Regions from separate parts of the Mus musculus genome. Here region 2 is linked to region 1. Evidence: chromatin contacts called from public Hi-C data. All regions are on one chromosome and are shown on one strand. The core of a region is the stretch at or near the end of the contact, and the rest is flanking DNA. Distances in the headings are between cores, read along the strand shown.

Region 1 (5,546 bases), core at 1,962-4,461:
TGTTGTTTAGTTGGCTGGTTTTGAGACAGGGTTTCTCTATGTAGCCCTGGCTGCCAAACTGCCTTTCTGAAAAAAAAAAAAAAAAAGTATTTGTGCAGAGGAGTCCTAGGTCAACTCTCTAGATTCTAGAATCTAGAATTTTCTGGGAGAATAAAAACTGTCACAGGCACATTCCATTCAACATGGTAGTGGCTTATGACTACTTGAAATGTGGGTGGTGCAGGCAACACTGTATCTTAAATAATGACTGAGCTACACAGACAAGGCTACTTCTACTTAATAGACTGAGTGCCTAAATTACAAGAACTTAAGCAAAAGCGATGGTCTTTCTTTTCCGATTGAGTCGCTGTTATGTCTTCAGTGGAAGCCTGGAGCCTATACCCTGTTAAAGCAATAACCTCCTCACTCACTTACCAGCACCGTGCAAGCTCAGGGCAGAAACAAAGAAGGATGCCTTCCTTTGGTATCTCAGCGCATCCAGAAGGCCACGTTAAATTCACACTGACGAAAGCATCATTTGATACAAAGATCGCAACTGTGAAGGTCCCCATTACCAACCCAGAGCATCACATGAAAAGCTACACCTTTAACAAGATGCAGCAACCCTCAGCCCAGAAATCACAGTTCAGAACACTTGGCCCTCTTTTAACAACACGGAGGTTCTTCACCATCTCCCCTCTCCATCATAAACCAAATCCATGTAGCACCCATATCTGAAGTATAACGCCAGAGTCCTGCTTAGCTGCCCTAGAATACGGTTTAATTATGATGGCTGAACTAATAGGCTGACATCACAGACTTTTACAGGCTGACCCCATGTCATCCTGACGGATCATTTTGCACCAGTTCAGTGCTGTAAATCAATTTAAGATCTCAAGCAGGTTGAAAAGGCTGGTAATGATGCTCTCTCTGCCTCTCTGGAGACTCCGCATTACACACAACTCTACATTATTTATAAAGTCTCGGCGATGCCTCCATTAGCCCTGTAAGACCACACAAATGAGGTCTTTTATACACACACACACACACACAACTTGGCCTTGATTATGTAGGCTACTGCAGCTTAAATATGCTCATCTAATTACATCAGAGCTTATTCTTCTTCCAATATACCACATTATTGCATTTTATCTTGAGCCCAGAATAGCTGGAAATCAAGATTAAAAACCGAAATTTAGTTTTTAACTAATGTGTGTAACTGGGGACCAAGATTTACTTCCTCTTAATGCTCACACGAATTTACCAGAAAAGGAATTTAAATTCCAAAACGAACAAGAGTTTAGCATTTTTTTAATTGCCAAAAGCAAAACAAAACCCAGCTACTCCTCCAAAATGTCAAAACCACCATCTCTCCAAGAACTAGAGGACATTGCAAAAGGGAGAGTGTATTTTATTACTACTATGGTTGCAGGGGTCAAAACTAAATCAAGGACAAATCCCCATCCTCTGAAGAAACCTGATCGTTCTGGAGCCTCTGGCATCCCCACCCCCAGAAGAGACCCTGGTTTACAGTTCCCTAGGAAATGCAGACTTCCACAGATGGCACTCCACCTTCAGAGAAATATCATCTAACTGAAAACGAGGAAAGCAGAGATGGAGAGGGCGAACCCAAAAGCCAGTCCAGTCTATTTAGGCCTGGCACCTACATCACAGTAACGCTGGTGCAAAACATAGGCGCACCAATTGAAAACACCCAGGCAGTGGACACTGCCTCTGCCTTGACTCTTTGTGAATTGTTCCAGCACAGCTCATCAGCTTCCGGTACAACTTACAGTGGTAATTATAAACACGATGAAAAATGAACCTGGCCAGGGAACAGTTTTCTCATTGTGCTGAGGTGTGGGCACATTATCCACCACAGGCCCTTAGAGAGAGATTGATGCTGTGAAGGGCATGCTGTGAATCTGCTCCAAAAACAGGAAGGCATTACATAAACCAAGCAACTCCTTTCAGTCCGTGCTTTGAAAACTTCAGATGTCACCCAGGAACCCAAGAGAGGGGGAAGAGGCCAGGGGTTGACAACAAGCATTCTACAACGATGCTCTCTTAGATGGCTGTGGCATAGGCGGCGATTTTCAGATGGAAAGCTCTTGGCTGGATTACTTTGTACCGTGCATTTAGAAAAACTACATGTGCCTCCGAATAAACAAAAGCCGCGACTACCATACTGTCTGGATGTAGCCGGTGATGGTCCCTCCTGGCTCCTCCGAGCACCTCGGGGAGACGCTGGCCCCGCAGCCTTCGCACGCAGTCCGCAAAGCGGCTGCACAGGCCCGCGCTCTCACGCCCACCGCCCCCACCCCGCGACAGAAACACTAACAAAGACGGTCTGGACGAGAACAGTTGTTCTCGGCGCTCGGAACGCGCAGTGAGGCAATCGAATCCGGTAAAGGGAAAGGAATGAGGCGACACTGGGCGACGCAGGGGGTGTAGGCGGAAGGGGGCGGGGGGGGGGGGGGGGAGACGCGAGGCCGCCAGACCTTTGAATAAATCAGAGGGAACTACGCTACGAACTTTCCTTAACCCCGATCCCCAAATCAGGCTGTGTGGGGACCCACAGGGGTGCGCGCGTCCATCCAGGGAGACCCGAGCTGAGCGCAGCGCTGTCCCCGCGAGGGTCCGCAGGCCGGGGCGGGGACACAATGGGGCTGCGGCCCGATGCGGAACGGGGGTCCCCGGAGAACTGGACACGCCCGACAAAGACGCGGGGAGGCAGGGAGGTCTGGCGGCAGGTTCGCGGCCGCGAGGCGCCATCATGGGGGGGGGGGGGGACTGCGTCCCGGAGCTCGTCCCAGATTTCCTTCAGCGCGGGTCCCCCGAGTCCTCCCGGATCCTCCCCGGAGCCCGTCCCAGATCGACCCCAGAGCCCGCCCAGAATCCCCTCGGAGCCTGTCCCCGATCCTCCCCCGGAGCCCGCCCGGGATGCCCCCCGGAGCCCGCCCAGGATCCCCCCCTGGAGCTGGTCCCTGTCCCGGTGCGCCCCGCGCGGCACAGGACAAGTCTGTCTCGAGTCGGCTCGGGTACGCTCGGCTTTACCGGCTCGGCGGCGCGCCCATCCGCAGGGACGCACGAGACCCGGCGCCGGGTCCCGTGCTCCGATCCGCTCCCGGCCGCCGTCCCCGCGCTCTGCTTAGCTCCGGGCCGCCGTCCCCGCGCCTCGGCCCCGGCCTCGCCTTGGTGCGCCCGCTCGCTCCCCGAGCCTGGATTGATCTGGTCGCGCTGGCGTCAGGCAGTCGGAACCGCCCAGCCTCCACAGCCCGCCTGCCAATACCCGGCGCACAACCCGCCTGCCGCTTGCCCTCGCTCACACGCGCACCGCGCGCGCCCGCTGCCGCTTAGGGATCCTCTCCAAATTACCGGCCCGCGCCTTCCTCTGACTCTAGTCCCTGCCTAGCTGCCAGTCAAATTCCAAAGCCTGTGTTATTTTCTGAAAAGTTCTCGAACACGACCATCGAGCCCACTCAGTCGTCCTAAAAACGCATTTTTAAAGGCCCTGCAATCACTGACTCAGTGATTTACCGGCCCTTCATGTAGCATGAGCCTCAAATTGGCTGACCTGTTAACTACTAGGTAGATACATTTATTTCCAGTATGTACCCTTCCTGCGGCAAATGACAGAAACCATTTGTATGTTTGTTAAAAGGTCTCGTAGCCCAGGATGACCTCGAACACGCTTTGAAGGGGAAAAGGCCTTGAACTTCTCTTCCTCCAGCCTCCACATCCTCAGTGCTGGGATTACAGGGCTGCACATATTTTTATTTATAAGGTTCTGGGAATCATCGAACCCATGGCCTTATGCATGCTGGACAAGAACTTTACAACTGAACTTCCTTGCTTTCTTGTTTGCCTGGAAATGAGATCTCTCTCTACAGACCAGACTGGCTTTGGACTGGGAAATACCCTTTTAGTACTGTAAATTTGGGTGCAATCTTTTAGATAACAGTTTTGCCCCTATTCCCACCCACCCCCCCAAAAAAACCCACAAAACAAAAATACACACACACACACAAAGGAACTCACATCTTACTGATCTGTTCAGACACCAAAAACACCTTCTTGAAACAATCAACTTTTTTTCTTGGTCAGTTTCTGGAAGTTGGCATGGAATCTTGAACACTTATCATAATGTTGAGTTATGTTTAGAGAAGAACTATTCTAGGAGTAAATGCCCCACAAACCAAAAAAAGAAAAAAATCATTGCCCGCAATATAAAGAAATACCAAAGGCCACTACAAATTAATGACACTCTCCAATTATTCCTGTACCTTTACATGCTTAGCACTCCACTTAAAATTCTTATTAATTATTTAAGTATTATATCTGCATTACATATTTAATTATTCAAAGGAAATGCAACAAATCCCATAAACCCATAAAATGCCATTTATAAATTATACATAAGAATATTCCTGCTAATTAAATTTCTTTCTTCATTAAACTATTTGAGCACTTACTGGTCAATTCTTGGATCTCATCTTATTTTCCTTAAAAGCAGCATTTGACATAGTTGGTTGCTCTCTGGTCCCTTGGGCAACAGTTGGAGTGAGCCTGGCTTAAAGCCACTCAGGGCCATTTCCCTCCCCTGTACAGACCCTCTGTAGATGAAAAGAGTGAGGTATATCCATACATGGGAACATTACTCAGCCATAGAAAAGGAAAGAAGCACTTCCCCTGCCTCCCAGGGTGGAATGAGAGCCTCTGTCCCATCCTCAGCACAGAATAAACCGGGTGGGATGGTGCTGGCCTCTAATGCCCACCCTCTGGGCTGGAGCAAGGTCAGAAGTCCAAGGGCATCCTTGGCTATATAGTAACTTCAAGACCACCGTGGCCTCTGTGAGACCTGTCTCAAAAACAAAACAAAACAACCAAGTATTAGACATTCTGCCAAATGAACTTGCTTCCTTCATGCAAGATGCTCATAGTAGACAAAGCCATGGAACAGAATAGGAAAACCTGGGATTACAGTGTGGGGTGCAGGATTGAAAGACCTAGGAGGGTCTCTAAAGGATTCCAAAATAAGATTAATAATAAAATCAGGTAGTTACACAACTGTGTGGATATAGCAAAAGTCATATGATTGTACATTTTGAATAGCTACATTCTATGATTGTAAATTTTATCCAAATAGTGCTGTTTTTTTTTTTAATTGCAGGCATCTAAAGGCAGTGCATGTTTCTTGTTTAAGTCCTGAAGGGAGGTCTGGAGGGATGCCTTAGAAGTTAAGACCTGTCTGCTCTTCCAGAGGGTCCTGGGTTCAACTCCCAGCAACCACAGGACAGCTCATAACCATATCTCCAGTTCCAGGACATCCAATACCCTCTTCTGTCCTCCAGGGCACCAGGCCAGACACACCAGGGAAGGCCTTGTTGAAACATGCATAATATAAGTGAAGACATGGAGACACATACCAGCAAAGCACCATACACATATAATAAAAATAAACAAAAAAATCCTAGGGAGATATACAATGGCATCATGCAACTGTTCATTAAAGTAATTTATAGCACCACAGATGGCCTTTCTTAGTGCATGACTACTGTCCCTAA
Region 2 (5,319 bases), core at 2,155-4,654, 45 kb after region 1:
CAACCAAAAATAGCAGGCTTTTAAAAATAAAGATTGTCAGGTTTTGAGGGTTATAGCTCAGTGATGTTGAGTTTGCTTAACATCTGTGACACCCCGAGTTCCATTCCCAGGACCAAACCACATACATGCACACGAAAAATCTCTTCTTGCATAAAAGATAGCATGAGCACAGGTCCTTGGGAGTAAGTCATAGACATATTTGTTGGCCATTGTTCATCTTATGATATCTTATGAAGGATTTGCAGAGAATGAGTAGAAAGCTATCAAACTCAGGAGAGAGAGAGAGAGAGAGAGAGAGAGAGAGAGAGAGAGAGGAACCAAATGAAAAGGGTAGTAAGATATTTTAATAAACTTGAGGCATACAACCAAAAAGGTATACTGATGACAAGACCAAAGCAAACCATGAAATGATGGTCACCTGCCATGGCATGTGGCTCTGGGATTGACCTGACTGGGGCTCCAGGAATGAAGGTCTTCATAAGGGCACAGTGAACACTTCACAGACTTCCTCTCCAGCCTCTACATTCGTTGTCTTGATTTCCAGAACTTCATTCCAGTAGGGGACTTGTCCCAGGTTCCATGGCCATCAGTGAACTCTATCCTGCCTTGTCTTACAATGTACCTACCACACACCACCATGTACATGCAAGGCTTGGTAACATGGAAAGGGGTCACTCATTGTCTTGGTCCGGGTTGCTATTACTGTTATAAAACACCATGACCAAAAGCAAGTTGGAGGGAGAGGGCTTATTTGCCTTACATACCCACTTCATCATTAAAGGAAATCTAGACAGGAACTCACACAGAGCAGGAACCTGGAAGCAAAGCTGATGGGAAGCCATGGAGGAGTGCTGCTTTCTGGCTCCCCATGGTTTGCTCAGTTTGCTTTCTTATAGAACCCAGGACCAGCAGCCCAGGAATGGCACCACCCACAATGGGCCCTCCCGATTGATCACTAATGAAGAAAATCCCTTGCAGGCTTGCTTACAACTGGATCTTATGGAGGTGTTTTCTCTATTGAGGTTCCCTCCTCTCCGAAGACTATAGATTGTATCAAGTTGACCTAAAACTAGTCAGAACGTTCACCTTCTCTGTCAGGCTGAGGCTAACTTTAAAGAGTGATGTCTTGTATGGGAGTGTTTTGCCTGCGTGTATTTAAGTTCATCATGTGCATTCCTGATGCCCACAGAGGTTGGAAGGGGTGTCATGTTTCCTGGAACTGGAGTTATGAATAGTTGTAAGCTGCCATGTGGGTGCTGGGAACCAAATCCAGGTTCCTTGCAAGAGCAGCAAGTGCTGTTAACTGCTAAGTGAATTCTCTGGTCCCAGGCTTAGAATACCCAATACACCATTCTTAAAGGCAGAAGAAATCCAGTTTATGGCCCCAAACCAGACTGACACAATTATACATCTAATTGCCTTTTGGTTTTTCTCTTTTGAGGTAGATTATTTTGTCTTTAGGTTTAGTGTTTTTCAGCGTCTCAGTGCCACAGCACAGGTGAGTGTTAATTTTCCTCCTTTCAGAAACAGCTGGAGTTAAGAGAAAAGCGCCAGCACAAAAGGTATTTAGTGGTTAAAACATACATGGGACTAATTCATTACAATTGTGTTTTGACTTGTAAGTGCATTTCAGTGCTTCCCATGAGAGCATGCCCTCTGGAAATGGAAGGTACTGAGCCACTCGAGAGCTTGATGACAGTGACACACGCTAGCACTGTTGACACATCAGTGAATAATTGAAGCCGTCTAAGTAATACACAGAAGCAGACTTGCAATTGTTGCACCATATATATTATGTATTATATTATATGTTATATGCTATATGTTATATATTACATATATATTTCTTTATTGTCAGGCATGTGGTTACTCCTAAAAACATGGCACTTTTAGAGGGTGATCCAAGAGGATCATGAATTTGAGGCTAGCTTGGGCTATGTATGAGACTCTGGGTCTGGGGACATTGCCGAGTGCTAGAATGCTTTCCTAGCATGTGCAAGCTCTCTGGTTCAGTCCCCAGTACTATAAGACAAACAGAAAACAGCTTTATGGAAGTATAATTAACATACAATTACCCACACCTACTTAAAGTACAAAAGTTGATAAATTTTGGCATATGGAGCTATTAGTGCAATCAAGACAACGAATGTAGAGGCTGGAGAGGAAGTCAGTGAAGTGTTCACTGTGCCCCTATGAAGACCTTCATTCCTGGCACCTCAATCAGGTCAATCCCAGAGCCACATGCCATGGCAGGTGACCATCATTTCATGGTTTGCTTTGGTCTTGTCATCAGTGTGTGTGTGTGTGTGTGTGTGTAGATAATGGAATGAAGAAAGTAAATTGTACCCTACTTTAAAAATAATAGTTTTTAAAAAATGATTTTAAAGGAACCATGCCAAATGCAAAAATATATATATCAAATAACAGAACCATCTTTTGAAATAATTGTATAGTTTTTTTTTTTTTTTTTTTTTTTTTTTACTCAATCACTAAGTTGAGCTTATAGCTGGAGAACTTTAAAACTCATTATACTATGGACACGGTTTATCTGGCCTTGATCCTACCTAGATTTCAAGTAGCAGTGCAGCAACAGCCCCCTTTAAGCTTCTCTTTGGGTAGTTTTGCCTGTACACACATTTAGTTTGAACTGCTTGTAAGTTACCCTATGGTATGTGCTTGACAGCTGCCGTTCTACTTGATACAAGTAACTTAAAGGGAGGACAGACTTGACTTGGCTTCTGATTTTAGTGATTTCAGTCTGCCTCCGCTGGCTCTGCTGCTCTGGGGGCTGTGCCATGCAGACCATCACAGTAGGAAGCTGTCCCCCCTCAGGATGGCTGGAAAGCAAAGACAACAAAAGGAAGAGGCAGGCTCCCTATGCTGTCATCAGAGGCAAACACAGGAGACACATATTCCTTCCATTAGTCTCTCCCCACTAAAGACTGCGTTGCTTCCCAGTGGCACCACAGACTGAAGACCAAGGTCTATTTCAGAGCCAAACCTTAAGGTATGCTACGTGTCTTTGACGCTAATTTGAAATCTTTTATGTAAACCTGTGCTTGCTTAATCACCGTACACTGTGCACTAATATAACTGGCTGCTGAAAAGGTCACGTGACTGCTGCAGCCCGCTTTGGGCTCGGTCTGACTCGAGCAACAGGGAATGAAGAAGTGACAGACACAAGTCATGTAAACCTGGGTTTGGGTGGTCCATGTCTCAGATGGAGTCTGCCAGCAGCAGCCCAGAAAACCGGCCTATTCATCCTGTGCAACAGAAACAAGGAGAAGAGTTAGCTGATCTCAGGGGGGGGTCTTGGTAGGGGAGAAGTCTTACGCTGCATTCATTAGGAGGAACCTGTGGTCAGACTTTCTGTACATTCTGGTTTTAGCTGAAGGTCTACTGTTCATCAACATCCATATTTGGCCCAGGGAGAGTTCTTGTCATTCCGTTGAGCCTGACCACAGGAAGGCCTCGCCATCCCCAGGCGTCGGAGGCATTGGTGGCCTTGCATGGCCTTGCTCATGTCAAGGGTACACATTTGCTCAGGACTTCACTCACTCCCCCCAACTATTTACTAGTCACCCCCAATAATATAACTATAGAATCTCGGGGGTAAGTTCAAAGTTAGTTACAAAAATAGCTCATAGATTTTTATTTCTATGTCACAAAAAAGGGACTGGATATCAAGATGCCTGTGTTCAGTCCTCGATAAATACGCTACGTGACTACAGATAATATCCTGATTTTTCTGTAATTTAAAAAGTCTACATGTCTCATCATGTATATCAATGTGATTTATGGCTATGATTTTTATAGACTAAGTGAGAAACTTGTTTTGTTTTTAAATCAATTTTCACTGGAGCTGTGAGAAAGTAACACAGAGTTTAAGGGGGAAAATGACACTCCAATATTAATATTAATTGAGTATTGTCAAAAAGAGTGTTTTTGAAAATATTAAGTATATAACCTCAGCATTTATCCTGTCTGAGAAAGGAAGCTATTCACTTTAAGTACAGTAAGTCCGGTGAAGGTCATCTCTGTTATGTAAGTAAGATGATATCACTTACAGATAACTCATAACAAACTCAATGCAGAAGTCATTCTGCTCATTTATACTGATGACCAAGAAGTTATCAGAACGACACTCGTACATTAACACAGTGCTCAGAGACATACAGCTAATAGCTTCTTTTTTTTTTTCACAAAGCATACAGCACAGGTTTTGCCTACAGGTAAGTTCTAGCCCTGAAAATTTGGACCTTTAAAGCTCATTGTTGTAAACTGTTTTTCAATCCTCATATAGAGTTCATTTCCTTTTCATCATGTGATGATTCTGAAACCCTAACAAGAGATAATGACTATCAAGAAACAATATCTGTGTCTGATATCTTTGGAAAGCAGGCAGGTAGACATGCATGCACACATGCATGTACACGTGTGCACACACACACACACACACACACACATACAGAGAGAGAAAGAGAGAGAGAAAGAGAGAGACTGACTTAACTGAATACCTTCTTAAATTTGAAAGGTTGTAAAAACGCTAAGGATACAGCAATAATGAAATGCTGACAGCCAGACTTAGTAAATATTTTAAGTGAACAAATGTTTGTAAATTTCAAACATGAAATATAACATCACAAAATGTAAAAGGAAGACTTGCTTATGGAGTAGAGTTTGAACGTAGGTGGGTTATTTCATGCATCAAGACAACCCATGCTACTTACAATAAATGCTTTGCTTGAGGTGAAAATTACTTCACCTCAGAAAAACCAGTCTTTTGCCAGAACCCCACCCTTTTCAGGCTGGGCATCTAGAGTTTAATAAGCCACTACTGATGGGCCCCGACTCGATTGTGTCAGCTGTACGCCTCAGTGTCTCAGGTGGCCCTTTATCATTTGGACTGTCTTTGTAGCAAAGTATGCAGGAGACACTTATTCAAATATGACCAGAAGTTCATCTGAGCTCTGAGTTATTCCAATAAGTGAGCTGTGGAATTTCTATTCATCTCTGAACATAACCAGCCACCTCTGCTCTCATTTCTACAAAGATTTGCTGAACTTATTATGTGTAACATGGCCTTTGGCTATAAACAAGACAAATTCTCTCCCTTAAAGGAGATGCCGCCGAACAAGCGATCCACAAATATTTTCATCTCAAGTAACCAGTGATAAGGTTTTGCGCAAAAGGGAAGATTTTTGTGGCTTCCCTTTCACTAAACAATTTAGAACGTGCCTGCAAGTTCTGAGTACTTACTAGATACTAACCGAGATAGGAAATTCTACCTTTGTCATTTTAAAAGCTATGCCAGGCATG

The links. Hi-C and Micro-C count contacts between places; a contact is called where the count stands out from the background.
Region 2: a contact with region 1 is called in a Hi-C map of bone marrow-derived macrophages, with 1.6 times the contacts expected there. The contact joins the enhancer-like site here to the promoter of Smad1 in region 1. A contact is called at or near these places in 9 of 484 Hi-C or Micro-C datasets (Sertoli cells, bone marrow-derived macrophages, conventional dendritic cells and 4 more), 6 of 115 datasets of contacts at active chromatin or transcription factors (bone marrow-derived dendritic cells, bone marrow-derived macrophages, embryonic stem cells and 1 more) and 3 of 9 other capture datasets (adipose tissue, liver and pancreatic islet).

Annotation. Positions count from the first base shown.
Region 1 is chr8:79,396,217-79,401,762 of GRCm38.p6, forward strand. Smad1 (SMAD family member 1) reads right to left here and starts at 3,212. Exons shown (of 7, transcript NM_008539.4): 1 at 3,037-3,212. Gm51578 (a long non-coding RNA gene) reads right to left here. Exons shown (of 3, transcript XR_003947567.1): 3 at 4,494-4,840.
Region 2 is chr8:79,440,532-79,445,850 of GRCm38.p6, forward strand. It overlaps Gm39205 (a long non-coding RNA gene), which reads left to right. Exons shown (of 4, transcript XR_878955.1): 2 at 2,749-3,007; 3 at 4,208-4,232. Among named protein-coding and RNA genes, the nearest start is that of Gm39205, 2.8 kb to the left of the region's middle. Within about 2 kb of position 3,405, at least 5 of the 459 cell types and tissues checked have an H3K27ac peak or open chromatin away from gene starts, as enhancers often do. A contact at or near this core is called in bone marrow-derived macrophages, where this site is marked.